Regions from separate parts of the Sus scrofa genome. Here region 2 is linked to region 1. The links are chromatin contacts, called in public HiChIP or PLAC-seq maps. All regions are on one chromosome and are shown on one strand. Each heading gives the region's core, a stretch centred on a gene start, on an enhancer-like site or on the middle of the called end of the contact. The rest is flanking DNA. Distances are from core to core; before and after follow the strand shown.

What was found. HiChIP or PLAC-seq counts read pairs in DNA pulled down with a chosen protein or histone mark.
Region 2: an H3K27ac HiChIP or PLAC-seq map of alveolar macrophages shows a contact between it and region 1. The contact joins the promoter of LOC110255257 here to the promoter of LOC110257905 in region 1. A contact is called at or near these places in 1 of 47 Hi-C or Micro-C datasets (embryonic fibroblasts) and 1 of 2 datasets of contacts at active chromatin or transcription factors (alveolar macrophages).

Annotation. Positions count from the first base shown.
Region 1 is chrY:10,159,897-10,166,642 of Sscrofa11.1, reverse strand. It overlaps LOC110257905 (thymosin beta-4-like), which reads right to left and starts at 3,096. Exons shown (of 3, transcript XM_021080912.1): 1 at 2,943-3,096; 2 at 1,762-1,875; 3 at 911-1,347. The coding sequence starts at 1,861. The coding sequence ends at 1,313.
Region 2 is chrY:10,381,797-10,388,542 of Sscrofa11.1, reverse strand. LOC110255257 (oral-facial-digital syndrome 1 protein-like) reads right to left here and starts at 2,957. Exons shown (of 23, transcript XM_021080897.1): 1 at 2,577-2,957; 2 at 2,326-2,424. The coding sequence starts at 2,585. LOC110257896 (a long non-coding RNA gene) reads left to right here and starts at 2,976. Exons shown (of 4, transcript XR_002340909.1): 1 at 2,976-3,128; 2 at 5,399-5,487.

The DNA.
Region 1 (6,746 bases), core at 1,847-4,346:
TCTAGATTTGGGCCCTTTAAATTGTTGACCACATACCTAAACTTTAGATTCTGAGATTTTTCTCTTGGTTATTCCTAGAATATTGAGCACAGGATAAGATCTGGCATTGTGGTGGCGGTGGCATAGTCTGGCAGCTGAAGCTCTGATTTGACTCACAGCCTGGGAACTTACTTCAGATGTGGCTCTAAAAAGACCAAATTAAAAAGAAAAAAAATTGCATAGTAAAATGATTTAAACACAAAGTTTTTACTTTCTCTCCTCACTAAAAACACTTCAAATTATGAGAAGTATTATATTTAATAAGAACCTGAAGTGAGCCAACTAATTTATATTGAAATAAATTTAGTGCAAACGTGGTACCACAGTTACTTTAAAATCCAAATATTCTTAATTATACAAATTAAGATGAGTTATACTAAAATCATATTTATTAAAGGTACATGTATTTTTCATTTTTAAAAATTCTAAGAGTTCCCATCGTGGCTCAGTGGTTAACAAACCAGACTAGCATCCCTGAGGACATGGCTTTGATTCCTGGCCACCATCAGTGAGTTAAAGTTCCTGCATTACCATGAATTGTGGTGTAGATCATAGACGTTCCTCAGATCCTGAGTTCCTGTGGCTGTGGCTTGGGTGGGAGGCAACAGCTTCCTTTGGACCCCTAGCATGGGAAACTCCATATGCCCAGGGTGTGGGCCTACAAAGACAAAATAAATAAATAAATAAATTCTAAATGTTGAATTCTAATTAAAAGTCAGCCATTAGACAATGTCATAAATATCAAATTCCTTTTTAGTCTCTGTTACAGTTTTAATCATTTATTTCTCCCCAGTGAGACCAAGAAGCAAGACCTTTTCATACAGCTTTCATCTAGGAACATCATTCTCTTCCAGACATCAGTCACACAAGCTAAGTTTTAAAATTTTTTATTTGCATATTAAAAAATTGTGCATTCCATACTTTAAAAATCATTTTAACTAAAAGAAAATGGCACTCTGAATAAACTGCATTTTACAGCCCTCAGGACATCACGGATCAGTTTGCTTTCTCTAGATTTCACTCTCTTCCCACCCAGTTTCCTCCTTCACCAACATGCAAGTTCTTTTCCTTCCCTGGCACCCAGACAAGTAGATGGAAGAGGCAGGCGCGGCCTTCGTGTCAGTAGTTCTCCTTTTTTTGATGAGAAAAGGGGTAGCACAATCATTTAAACTTGATCCAATCTTTTTGCATCTTAAAAAGGTAAACAGCTAAAAGTAAAACAAGAAGGCAGTGCTTGCGGAATGTACAGAGTATACTGGCGGTGACAGCCTCATTACGACTCGCCTGCTCGCTTCTCCTGTTCAATCGCTGTGACCGGAAAGAAAAAGACAAAAAGAAAAAAAAGATGGAGGAGGCTGACAAGGCGAATTCAGTATAGCCTAGGATAGGAGTCTCGTACTTTCGTTTTAAAACTTCTTTCCTTATAAAAATTTTCTAAGTATCATTAGGCATCATACATTACTTATATGTAATAGAATATTTTAACACAAAAGAATCAAAGTATTTGCATATTAATACGGTATATTATAAAACATTCCACCGTGAAATTATTAAAGCCGTTTGTTGGCTGCAAATAATTTTAAATTAACCTTTCCAAGTCACACAGAACAAAAAATTGTGGTCTCCTCCCCCTCCCACAATAATTCTCCTAGCCCCTCCCAAGTCCTCCTATCCACCCCGCCCAGATTTTTTTTTAAGGAAGTCCGGTGGGGTGGGACTAACTTTCTTTTGAAGGCAGTGGATTTTTCTCTTGCGTTTCTGTCTTCTTCAATTTCGACTTATCAAATTTCTCAATCTCAGCCATATCGGGTTTGTCAGACATGATTGCAAAGGAAGCTGCAAAGGTACAAAGCCAGGAGGGACGTTGAAGGCAAACCACCCACCCTCTTCTCTACTAACCTAGAAATGCGCTTCCGCTCTTGCCTTTCCTGCTGAAACCCCCTTTGCCTATTTCCGTTTTCACTGGCGCTAAAAAAGACCTTCCTCTTTCTACAGCGAAAAAAGAAAAGAAAACAAACAAACCACTCCCACTCCCTTGCAATATTTCAAAAGGCTGGGGACCAAACTGGGAAGACCGTTCACGTAAGGAGGCCCAATATCTCCGAACATTGAAATTAACGAACGTTGTTAGCCAATCACACATTTCAACATTAGAGATAGTGAAGCCGGTTCTTCTTCAACGGGAAGAAAATTTCTTAAAATGAGGCCAGGTTGCACAAAGCGTTTCCATTTTCTATTCGCAGCCTCTCCCTCCAAAATGCGGGCCGCCCTGCTTTCTTCCCTCTCTTCACAAAGGCGGCAGCTGGGCGCAAATGACCACCGCCCTGCCTACTTCCTCCCTTCACAACAGTGCAGCCAGCCACGCACAAAGCTGCCCCGCACCCTCTAGATCAACCCCGATCTGCCTTTTGGAGTAATAAGGCTGCTCTGCACGCATTCCCTTGCAAGAAAGACCTTTTAAACATTTCACAGTATAGCCCAGCTTCCTTAGAGCCGAACAAATGCAGCCTGCGAGGCTAGAAGGAAAATGGGACTGTGAAATCCCGGGTTTGGGTGGGTGTGAGTTGGAACAAAAGATCTCCCTGTTCTTATTAATCACCGCCTAAGTGGCAAAGCAGAATACCTTTGGAGAGGGCGGCGGTGGAAAAAGGAAAAATTGTTCCCTTTGCAACTGCACAGCAAAAGGCCAGTTTTTTTGTTTGTTTGTTTGTTTTTGTTTTTTTATATCTATATCTATATATCACCGAGTTCCCGACCCAGCATCTGGAAAGGTTTGGCATCCCCAAACTCCCCCAGGCAGCCTTTCCCGGAAGTACGACTCGGCTTTAGGGATGCTGGCTGGGAGAGCCCGCGCGGGCAGCGAAAGGGAATGGAGGGCGGGAAGCAGAGACCCCAGAGCTCACCCGAGAGAAGCGCGAGGAGGTAGAAACCAGTCTACGCAGTGGCCGCTGCTGAGTGCTGGGCGGGATGCAGAGGGCGTAGCTATATGCGAGCTCCTATGTAAATGAGGTGATGTCATCCGCCGGCCCGCTTAACCCTTCACAACACGTCTCCGGAAAGGCTTCCGTGGCCAACCTGGATGCGTGGGTGGGTGTGGGTGGGTGTGTGTTGGGGAGGAGGGGGGACGACGACGCTCTTGCGTGCGGGGGCGGGGGGCCTCCCCCGGGGGCCCTCCTCGCGGACATCCATGCACCGAAAGACAGTGAAGCTGGGAAACAAAACGCGTTTAGCCCATTCTGTGACACTTCATAATGCAGTATGTCTGTTCTAGCATAATGGGTTTTCCCGGCAGCAGAGGAAACCCACTCTTGGAGATAGAAACTTGGTAACTAAGGGCCTGGGTGGTACCTGGGGGCAGGCATTCCTTTACTGCCGAGCTGTTTTTGTCTGATTCAGACATCCCCAGGGAGGGGTCAGATGTCCCTCCCAGAGCCTTGCCCAGTGCAAGGGTGAGATTCCTGTGACAACTTTCAGGCCTTATACCCCACCTGGGCCCTCTTTTTCTCCTGGCTTGTGTTCACCTAGACTTGGATGGGAGGCAAAGCACTCTCAAATGGGAGGAGAAAAATTTTCCCAGTGATACATTCATTCCTTTTTTCATCACTGTAATTTTTTAGACTCTAGTCAAATAACTGGAATATCTGATGGAATTTAATTTCTTTGGAGTTTAAAGAGCCGTTGCTTCCCCTAAAAAAAATAAGTTCAAGTTCTGCTGTTGACTTGCTGTCTGATAAGTAGGAAGTTCTTTTACTTTTCCTGGTCCTTATTTTCCTAAATTAAAAACATTGCCAAGGAGGGCGGGGGTGGAAGGTCAAAGAATGCAGTCCCATCGTCTCTAAAATCTAAAGATGAAATTTAGCATTTTAAGAAACATGATTTAAGACTCCGTATTTTGAAGGGAGTCTTTTTAGAACGATTCCATTTTGAAGTGTGTTTCTGAGTCACATCTGGAAACAAGGAAGCAGATTTTAATATGGCCCGTGACTCAGTGTATACTGGGGACCCTCCTTTACGGCTTAAATTAGTTACAGATGCTACGGGGAGGATGAGTGGGTGGTGGCGGCTTCACAGGGTCAGGGAAATGAAGAGCCAGGTAGTTAAGGTTTTGAGGAAATGCGGCATGCACAATACTTCTCCCTCCCTGTGTCCTCAGAAAATGTTTCCAAGAAACCACTTGCAATTCATGTTTACTGCAGAAGCTTTTGTTTCACTCGGCATTAGTCTATTATACGGAAGCTTAAAATCTTTCAACTTCCACCTTCAGTACACTGTACTTCCTTCTTTGTGGGGAGGAGGAAGGGAGATGTGTAGGGACTTCCGCTGGTTGCCCATTTCACAGATGGGGACATTGGACTTTTTATGCTGTCGTAAGAAAGAGATGTCACCTCTCTGATCCTATCCCATCATCCTCCTAATCCAATTTAGTTTACCGCCATGAGAGAAAACAAAATATGGTGCAGGGTGGATTTTTGCTGGGTTTCAGCTGACAACTGCATTGTACATTTCTATAGGAGTACAGCTGCATTTCTATAGGTTCTCTATTCTTCTTTCAACCAGCTGTTGTCAAAAACTTCTTTCCAGAGTTCCAATGGTGGCTCAGTGGAAACAAATCTCACTAGTAATCATGAGGCTGCTATTTCCATCCCTGAACTTGCTCAGTGGGTTAAGGATGAGGTGTTGTGCTGTGATGTAGGTCTTCACAGATGTGGTTTGGTAGTCCAGTGGCTACGGCTCAGATTGGACCACGTAGCCTGGAAACCTTATATATCAGGTGCCAACTAAAAAAAGACAAAGAAAAATCACATATTTTCTCCCCAATATCTCCTGTTTACAGTAAATACCACTACCAGCTCATTCCTACTTCTGCCTGTCAATTTAAAGAAAAAACACACAGCCTGGATTCTGAGTTTGTTTTTTGCAGGGACTTTCCAAGGACTATAACCTTGGGAGATAGTTGCTTAGTAGTTCAGGGGAAGCTGTTCCAAAGAAGTAGGGAGAAGCCAGTTTATATGGGATTTTTGATTAGGAATATGGGTAGGTCAAGCATACATCTTGCTTAAAGATTACTGCTAGACACAAAGATTAAACATCCTGAGGCAGTGATTTTAGCCAGGATGCAATAATCTGGAATCAGTGAAATACTTCCTTAGATTTGCATCTTAAGTATCTAAGGGGCCTGCTTGTCCAAAGCATAGAGCATCCTATTAACACATGTATTTCCTCCCAAAGTGTACTGCCAGTCAGTGACAGTACAGCATTTCTGGTTAAAGCATTTCTGGTTAAATCTCATAGAACTATGGGTTGGGGTATCCGGTAGTAAGCAACCACTCCCCCTTACCTCCATTTTTAACCAAGCTCTTTTTCTTAGAAAGGATTATGCCTTGCAAAGCAGTGTAGCCAAAGGAGATAAAGGAGTGGAAATTTGTAAAGATGGAGAGAAGTTTTCTAGCTTGGTAACAAGCAGCCTTCAGATATGTTTAGATATGGATAGAGAGGAGGGAAAAAGAGGAAGGAAACTTTGTAAAAGGAAAAGAGTCTACCATGTGGGCTTGAATTGCCAACTTGTTGGGAATCTAGAGAGAGTGGAAGCAAATGAAACTCAAGAAATATTCCTAAGAAATGTATAACACTGGCATGTTAATTAATTTTTCTGTGCTGAAATTTTCTCACCTATTAAATGGGAATTTATCATGCAGAGTTGTTGGGATGCCAAAATGATTGGAGACCACATGATAGTAAGCACTTTCCTTTTCTTTTTTAAAAGTTTGTATTAAAGTGAAGTTGATTTAAAATGTTCCTTCAAATTCTGCTGTACAAAAGTGACCCAGCCCTATATCTTCTATCATGCTCTAACCTAAGAGACTGTACACAGTTTCCTGTTCTGTGCATTAGGACCTCATTACTTATCTGTTCTAAATGTAATACTTTGCATCTATCAATGTCAAACTCCCTGTCTGTCCCCTCCTCTACCCCCAGAGCCATGGAAAACACAAGTCTGATCTCCATGTTTGTGATATGTTTCTGTTTTTTAGATAGGATCATCTGTGCTGTATTTCAGATTACACATATAAGTGATATACAGTGTTTGTTTTTCTCTTTCTGACTTACTTCACTTATGATGTAAGTATATATCTTACTAGATGTATAATAATCTCTAGTTCCATCCATGACATTACTTGGTCCTTTTTGTGGCTGAGTAATATTCCATTTTGTATATGTACCACATCTTCTTAATCCATTCCTCTGTTGACAGACATTCGGATTATTTCTATGCCTTGGCTATTGGCTGCAATGAACATTGGGGCGCATGTATCTTTTTGAATGAAAGTTTTATTGGATATATGCCCAAGAGTGGGATTGCTGGATATGTGGTTGGTCTATATTAGTTTTCTGAGTTACTGCCATACTGTTTTCAATAGTGATGGTACCAACTTACATTCCCACCAACAGTGCATGAGGGTTCCCTTTTCTTTACACCCCCCCAGCGTTTGTTATTTGCGGACTTATTAATGAAAGCCATTCTGACCAGCATGAGTTTTGATTTGCATTTCTCTAATAATTACTGATGTTGAGTATTTTTTTCATGTGCCTGTTGGCCATCCGTATGTCTTTGGAGAAATGTCTATTCAGGTCTTCTGACCATTTTCCAATCAGGTTGTCTGTTTTTTGTTGTTGAGTTGTAAAGTTTGTTTGTATGTTTTGGAGAT
Region 2 (6,746 bases), core at 1,708-4,207, 220 kb before region 1:
CTCTAGCATTCTACGGAAAAATAAAAACCCAAGGAACATGAACCACCAATCCACGGAAAACATACAATAGCCACAAAATATGTTTAACCTCATTAATAATCAAAAGAATAAATATTAAAAGGGTTTTGCAAACTTAGATTTGTTTCAAACACGTTATGATCATTACAGTGGTGAGAGACAAGCACTCAAAAACTGCAATGGAAACGAATCTGACTAGGAACCATGACATTGCAGGTTCAATCCCTGGCCTCACTCAGTGGGTTGAGGATCCAGCGTTGCCATGAGTTGTGGTGTACGCTGGCAGCTACAGCTCCGATTAGGCCCCTAGCCTGGGAACCTCCATATGCCACAGGTGCAGCCCTAAAAAGACCAAAAAAAAAAACCCTACAAAACCAGTTGGTGGACTATAAACTACTGTTGACTGTTGAACCACCAGGGGTTGGGGTCACCCTCCCTATCCCCAATTCTGTATCCATGGATAGTGTAGAACTGTAGTAGGTATTTATTGAAAAAAGTCCACACATAAGTGGACCTGACCAGTTCAAACAGTCTTGTGGTTCAAGGGTCAACTGTTTTACCTCTGCAAATAAGGCACCTACCCCAAGAGCCTTAAAAAACGCTCATGCTCCTTGATTCTTTATTGCCACTTAATCTATCCCAAGCAAAATGTGAGAGATGCAATTGAAGCAAAGTATAGACCAGTGTTGGAAGCATAAATATGCAACTGACAAAGAATGGAAAGAAAAGACTGGAACCATAGAGTGGCCATAGAGGTCAGTCTATACTTTACAAAGTCTTGTGACTCTCATGACACTTGAGGCAAAATGAATAAGAACAACATCAAAGAATGGCATCTTGAAAACAAGACTGCTGAAGCACTGATGTTGCTGATGGAAAACCATCAGCTCTAACATTCTCAGGACTGGAGCCTTGCTTGGGGGATTTTTGAGAGAGACCATAGATGGCTTGACGCAGACAACAAATTATGGCCTGGAAGGGCTAAGACATTTATGATTATTTTATATGCTTAGGAATGACTGTCCTAGCATATCTTGCTTCCAAAAAGTTTGAAGTAAAACACTGACGTGTTCCCTACACATACAAGGAAGTAGAAAATAGTAAATAAAAACCTTGAGTTGGCTCAGAGGGTTGCTATTGACTCTTGAAGGTGGTAGCCCCCTGATCCCCACTCTATTTCTGTGTCTCTTTCTTCTTATTTCTGCAGCACTGCTGACTTCAGGACCTGGGTTGACCAGCAGGCCTCGTCAGAACAGAGTATCACCTGAATGTTAAGTAATAGCTCTCTGCTACATACACAACCCATGAATCCAAAGATGAGCCTGGTGCCAATGAAAGCAAGGATTTCAAAAAATTTATAAGGACACAGGAAAATGCTCACAATATTAGAGTACACACCCACACACCCCCACACACCACTATGCCAATTAGTAACAGTAATTGTATTAAAAATGATTTATTTCCTTTATCCCTTTCCTTATGTAAGATGAGCTTCAAGCAGTTTTAGGTTATAAAAACCAAGGAGGAAGAAAAAGAAAAAAAAAATGAGCTTACTTTTCCTTAATTTCCCATTTCAAGTGTAAAATATTTTTTCAAATATACATGTTAATGAAAACACATTTGAAATAATCCTACTCCCTGTTGTCAACTCACATGTAAAGTGTATTAAGAAGTATTTGCTGCTCAATTTTACTTACCTTCCTACATACATTTAGATATATATAGTGGGTTTTTTGTTTGTTTTTTCTGGTCTTTTTAGGGCCACACCCATGGCATATGTAAGTGTCCAGGCTAGGGGTCAAATTGGAACTGGAGCCTCCAGTCCGTATCACAGCCACAGCCACACAGGATCCCAGCCACCTCTGCGGCCTACTCCACAGCTCACAGCAATGCCAGATCCTTAACCCACTGGCCAAGGCCAGGGATCGAATCCCTGCCCTCATGGATCCTAGTTGGGCTCCTTACCTCTGAGCCACAACGCAACTCAATATACTCAATGTATTTTAAAAAAGAAAATTCTTTCTACACTTAATAGTTCCTTAATGACTTCTATACGACGACAATACCCTCCATTTAAATACGAGTTTTTAAAAAACCACTTATTAATTAGCAACCTGTCCTCCAGAGTTTGAAAACAAACCTAACTTTACTGAAGTGTGTTTATGTTCTAAGTGTTACACAGGACAGAACAATGTAACTCATCAGTACATTCGGTAGATACTATTTTTAATGCGCAAAACATGGATGTGTACAGGTTACAGGTTACATCTCTAAAGGTTATAGAACAGATATGCCTAAAAGTGATACCTTGAGTGTGTCCAGTATACCATGATCCTTAAATGTCTGGTACAGCTTTTTGCGAAGTTCATCTTGACTCAACACGTCAGATTTGGGGGGCATGGTGGACTGTAAGAGAAAATGGTTACGGGTTATCTCTCAGGCAGAGGGGACCTGAATTACTGAAGACAGACCGGTGGCCTCAAGTAAGCCCAGAGACGCTTTAACCGAAACAAAGCCTTCACTTTGGCCCGCCTCCAGGAAGCGGCTGGTGTATCTACCTGAGCCATCAGGTGTCGGCTTCCTCCCGAGCCCGTCCCAACCCTCCGTGGCACGAGTTCAAGACCTAGCCCAGCAGAATCCCTGCCCTCGGAGCCCTGCCTCTGTCCCAACGGATCCGGAGAAACATGAGAGCCAAACACTGCTTCGCGCTCCGAACCAGGAACCGGGACAGAAACGGCCACTTGCTTTCTCTGCGGTTCTGATGGGTGGGCGGGGCTGTGACCCACGCGCAACTCTCACGGCCAGAGAGGAGGCGGAGACCGGAAGAGAGGAGGCGCGGCGCAAGGAAACAAGCCGGGCGGCGTTCGCGGAGCTCAGAGCTGAGCCCACCCCTCCCCGAAGTCCTCTGAGCCCAGCCGCCCTATCTAGAGCGCTACAGCGCACGCGCCGGGCTGCGCAGCACTCCCGCCGGAAGCTCCGCCTACGAGTCGCAGGAGCGCAGCTGTGGAATCTCGCGAGGGTAGCTTCGGGAGTCCCCACTGCAGCTGCGGGGCGCGGGTCTCTGCCGCGGGGACTGACTGGGCGTTTCCGTTGCCGGCGTCTCGCCGCAGGTAGGGGACGGAGTGAGTGGGCGGCTCCGGGATTCTAGGGACGTCCTGTGCCCCGCGTGACCCGGCTGTTGACCTAGTCTCTCCCTTCTGCCCTGGGCCCAACCCGCCCGGCCAGTGCACACTTTAACAGGCAAACGGGCGCGGACTCTGGGGCTTTGCTTGTTCTGTTTTTCACTAGGCCACTCAGGTAACCCCGGTTTTGTTAACCGCGGCACTACTGGCGTTTGGAGCCGGAAAATGCTTTCTTGTGAGGCTGTCCTGTGTACTATAGGATGTTGACCAGCATCCCTGGTTTTTATCCATTACATGTCAGTAGCACTCGCCCCCCCCCCCGTTGTGACAATCATGAATGTCTCCCCACATTGCCAGGTCTTCCCTGGGAGGCATAATCGCCCCCCATGGAAAACCGAGCGTGCGGTGAGGAAGATAGGTGAACTGTGTTCCTACGATGTTTAAATCTAATTAGAAAAGGAACCAGTCTCTCTAGAAGCAATAATAACATTAAAGCCTGAGAATTGGCTAAGATACGTTGTAGACTGGTTAAGTTTAGAAAAAAAGCTGGATATAACCATGAGCTGGCACATCTCTGGAAAATGCGACTTCATCAGGGCCTCGTTGGGTAGATTTTGGGTGGTGGGAAGAAGGGGGAAAATTATCAAAGGAATTAAACAAACATCAGGACCCTCTCAAGAGCAGAGGAAACTTATCTCCAGAGCACCACGCTGTGGGTATAAGGTATTTATGTCCTCTGAAGACAGAATTGGGCCAGTGCTAGCTTTGTGAACAGCAGTGCTGAGGACAGTGAATTTTGATCCCTGGCTGTTCAAGGCTTAGATAATGTAAGAAAAATCAAGAGTGACAACTTCAATAGGAGGTAGAGAGTGTGTGCGCTCATGTTGGAAAATAATTTGAGGAGGAATTTGATTGGACTTAAAAAGATGCGTAAAGTTTACACATGGAATCGAGGAGAGTATGCCAGGTAAGGAGACTTAACTACAGTGGACACAGTCACAGCTGGGGAGAAAAAATAAGTAGCCCAGTCCACTCTAGCCGATGTAGAGAAGTGAGATGAGCAAAGCCGTGCAGAGCAACATAGGACCAGGTTTTGGATATTAGTACTTGATCCTGTAGATGAAGAGCATTAAGGCTTTTGAGCAGAATAGTGAAATAATGAAATATGTTCGAAAGTGTTCATGTTGCAGATACTTTTAAATAAAAACACATCTGTGCCTCGATACCCTGTTAACCCCAACTTTGGTCCCCATATTAAATAGAATTAGATTAAATATCTAAAAGCAACCATTATCTTACTTGGAGTTAGAGGAAGTGCTTCTAATTTTAATAAAAAATGTCCTATTAAGGAACTGTCAATACTGTCCATCCTGCTTATTGCAAGAGACATGTCCTGCCCCCACACTAGGTTACTCTTGCAGCCCCAGGGTTATGGAATGACTGAAGCAAGTACTGTTGGGAGCACAGGACAGTTTTCTAGTCTGTAGGGGATATAAAGAGGTTTGCTATAAAAATAGGTGGTTTTGGAACTGGAGTCCATAAATTGTCTTAGAGGGGACTTCTAAGTTCATGGAGCTCATCCTCCCACTCTGGCACTAGTGGCCTTTCAGCCTCCAGTGAACAGGGTGTGGGAGGGGGAGGGGGAGTCCTCTCACCAGGCAGCCTGAAAGTTCTTTAGTTGTTGGAAAGTTCTCAATTATATTTACCTACCTGATTTTCCATGTAACCTGCAAGGAGCAGTCATAGGTTTGGCCTCTGGAACAGTTTGGAGTAAGTCTGTCTAGTTCACAGTTAGTAAATAGTTGGCACTCACAACATAGGCACTGCCCTCTTCCAAACCCACAGCATTCACTGATCATTGATCATAGCCCTCCTTCCCGCTGACCACCCTAGGGGTCTTCTCAGACTCTCTCACACCATTTCCTTAGAATGAGCTCACAAGACCCATTTGCCATCCCTAGTCCGATCCCTTTTCCATTAGACAGCTTCACATTTAAAGACTGTACCATACCCCACTCCCCCCACCTCCCACAAAAAAGGTCTCGCCCACCATTTTAAACTCTGTTCCTTTTGTATTGTTTCCAGAGCATTGCCAGAATAGCCAAGTTGGCTTCCTCTCACATTATTGATTCCAACATTAAGACAGACTAGGTCAGGCTTAAGCTCAAACTCAAGGGCTTCCTAGAGACCCCATGCTGTCAACTCACAGGACACACTTAGTTAACGTTGCAGTCATTACCAAGCTGTCCTTCTTTCAGCAGAGGAATGCTTCCTGGTATCAGCACTGCTGTGGCTCTGAGGGTACACAGACTGTCATCCAGGCTTCAGGTCTCCAGGGTGTTCTAAGGTAGGTAACCAGGTTATTTCTGCAAGTGACTAATTACCTCTCACCAGGCAATGTAGGTCTGCTCTAACTTCTTGAACTGCAAGTAGGTGAGAGAGTAGTAACCCACTCTTTTTGTCTAGGGATTCACATGAAATAACTTAGTTTATAATAAATGCTCCCAGCATAGTGTCTAACCAAAGACAGGCATTTGATACTTATTTCTGTTGGTGTTTTCATCTCTTGAGAACTACTCAGCTACAGACTGGGAGATAACCTTTTTTGTTTCAAGTTGGAGTAGCAGTTACTCTAACGGCATGGCTCTTTTCTGTACCTAGGATTTCTGCAATCAGTGATCAGTAGTCATAGGATCACAGCTGTTAGCCCAAGATACATCATTTGCTGAGATGGGAAGTCTCTGTTGAAATGTCTACACATTTCTTTAACTTATATGTCTTGAGGGTCACAGCTTGCCTAGCCTTATTTCTTCCCCACTTGTGTGAAAATCATTCTTTGAGAAGACTGCAATTCTGCACACCTGTGTCCTCTGGCCCTTAGGTACCAGGTGCTTGAGGTAATCGACCTTCTCCCTTGCTTTTTCCTGATTGTAGCCTAGAAAGGCTTTTGTTTTCTTAACGTATTTATTCCACAGATGTCAGCTCGTTTCGGGCTTTTGCCCTTCTGGTGCTAGCCTCACTTTCCCGGTCCTCTTTTCTGCTCCTTACTAGTTAGGGCCCTCCTCCTTACGTCCTACACACGTGCTCTTCCACCTCAGGCAAGTCCTTGTTGATTCCTTCAGTTGCCTCTCTTGAAAGTAGCTGTCACTCCATCCACCAGAGACTGCTGTTTTCACCACAGGTGGGAGTGCTGTCCCTTGGAAGGGAGGGTTTCTTCATTGGCACCTTAATAACCTTAACATCTTCTCACAAAGGTGTAGCTTGTGACTTGAACACAGGTGTCATCAATCAGTCCCCTGAAAGCCTTAAAGGGCCTCGGCACTGAAGCTTCCGGAAGGTTCTCTCCCTTACAGAGGCCAGTTATTCCTTACCCCCACTCCCCCCCCAAGCCTACCATTCCTGCATTCCCCTTCCTGTATTCCAACATCATACCCCCTTCCAGACACACGCACACCCTTCTGTGAGTCTTGAGCACTTTTTATGCACTCAGCTATGATGGGTGTAGGGGACACTTGCTGGAAAAACGCAGTGGCTGTTCTTTTCATACTCTCACCCCCATATTGCTCTGAGTGGCTTTACCTCCTGATACCATTGCCAGCCCACCCC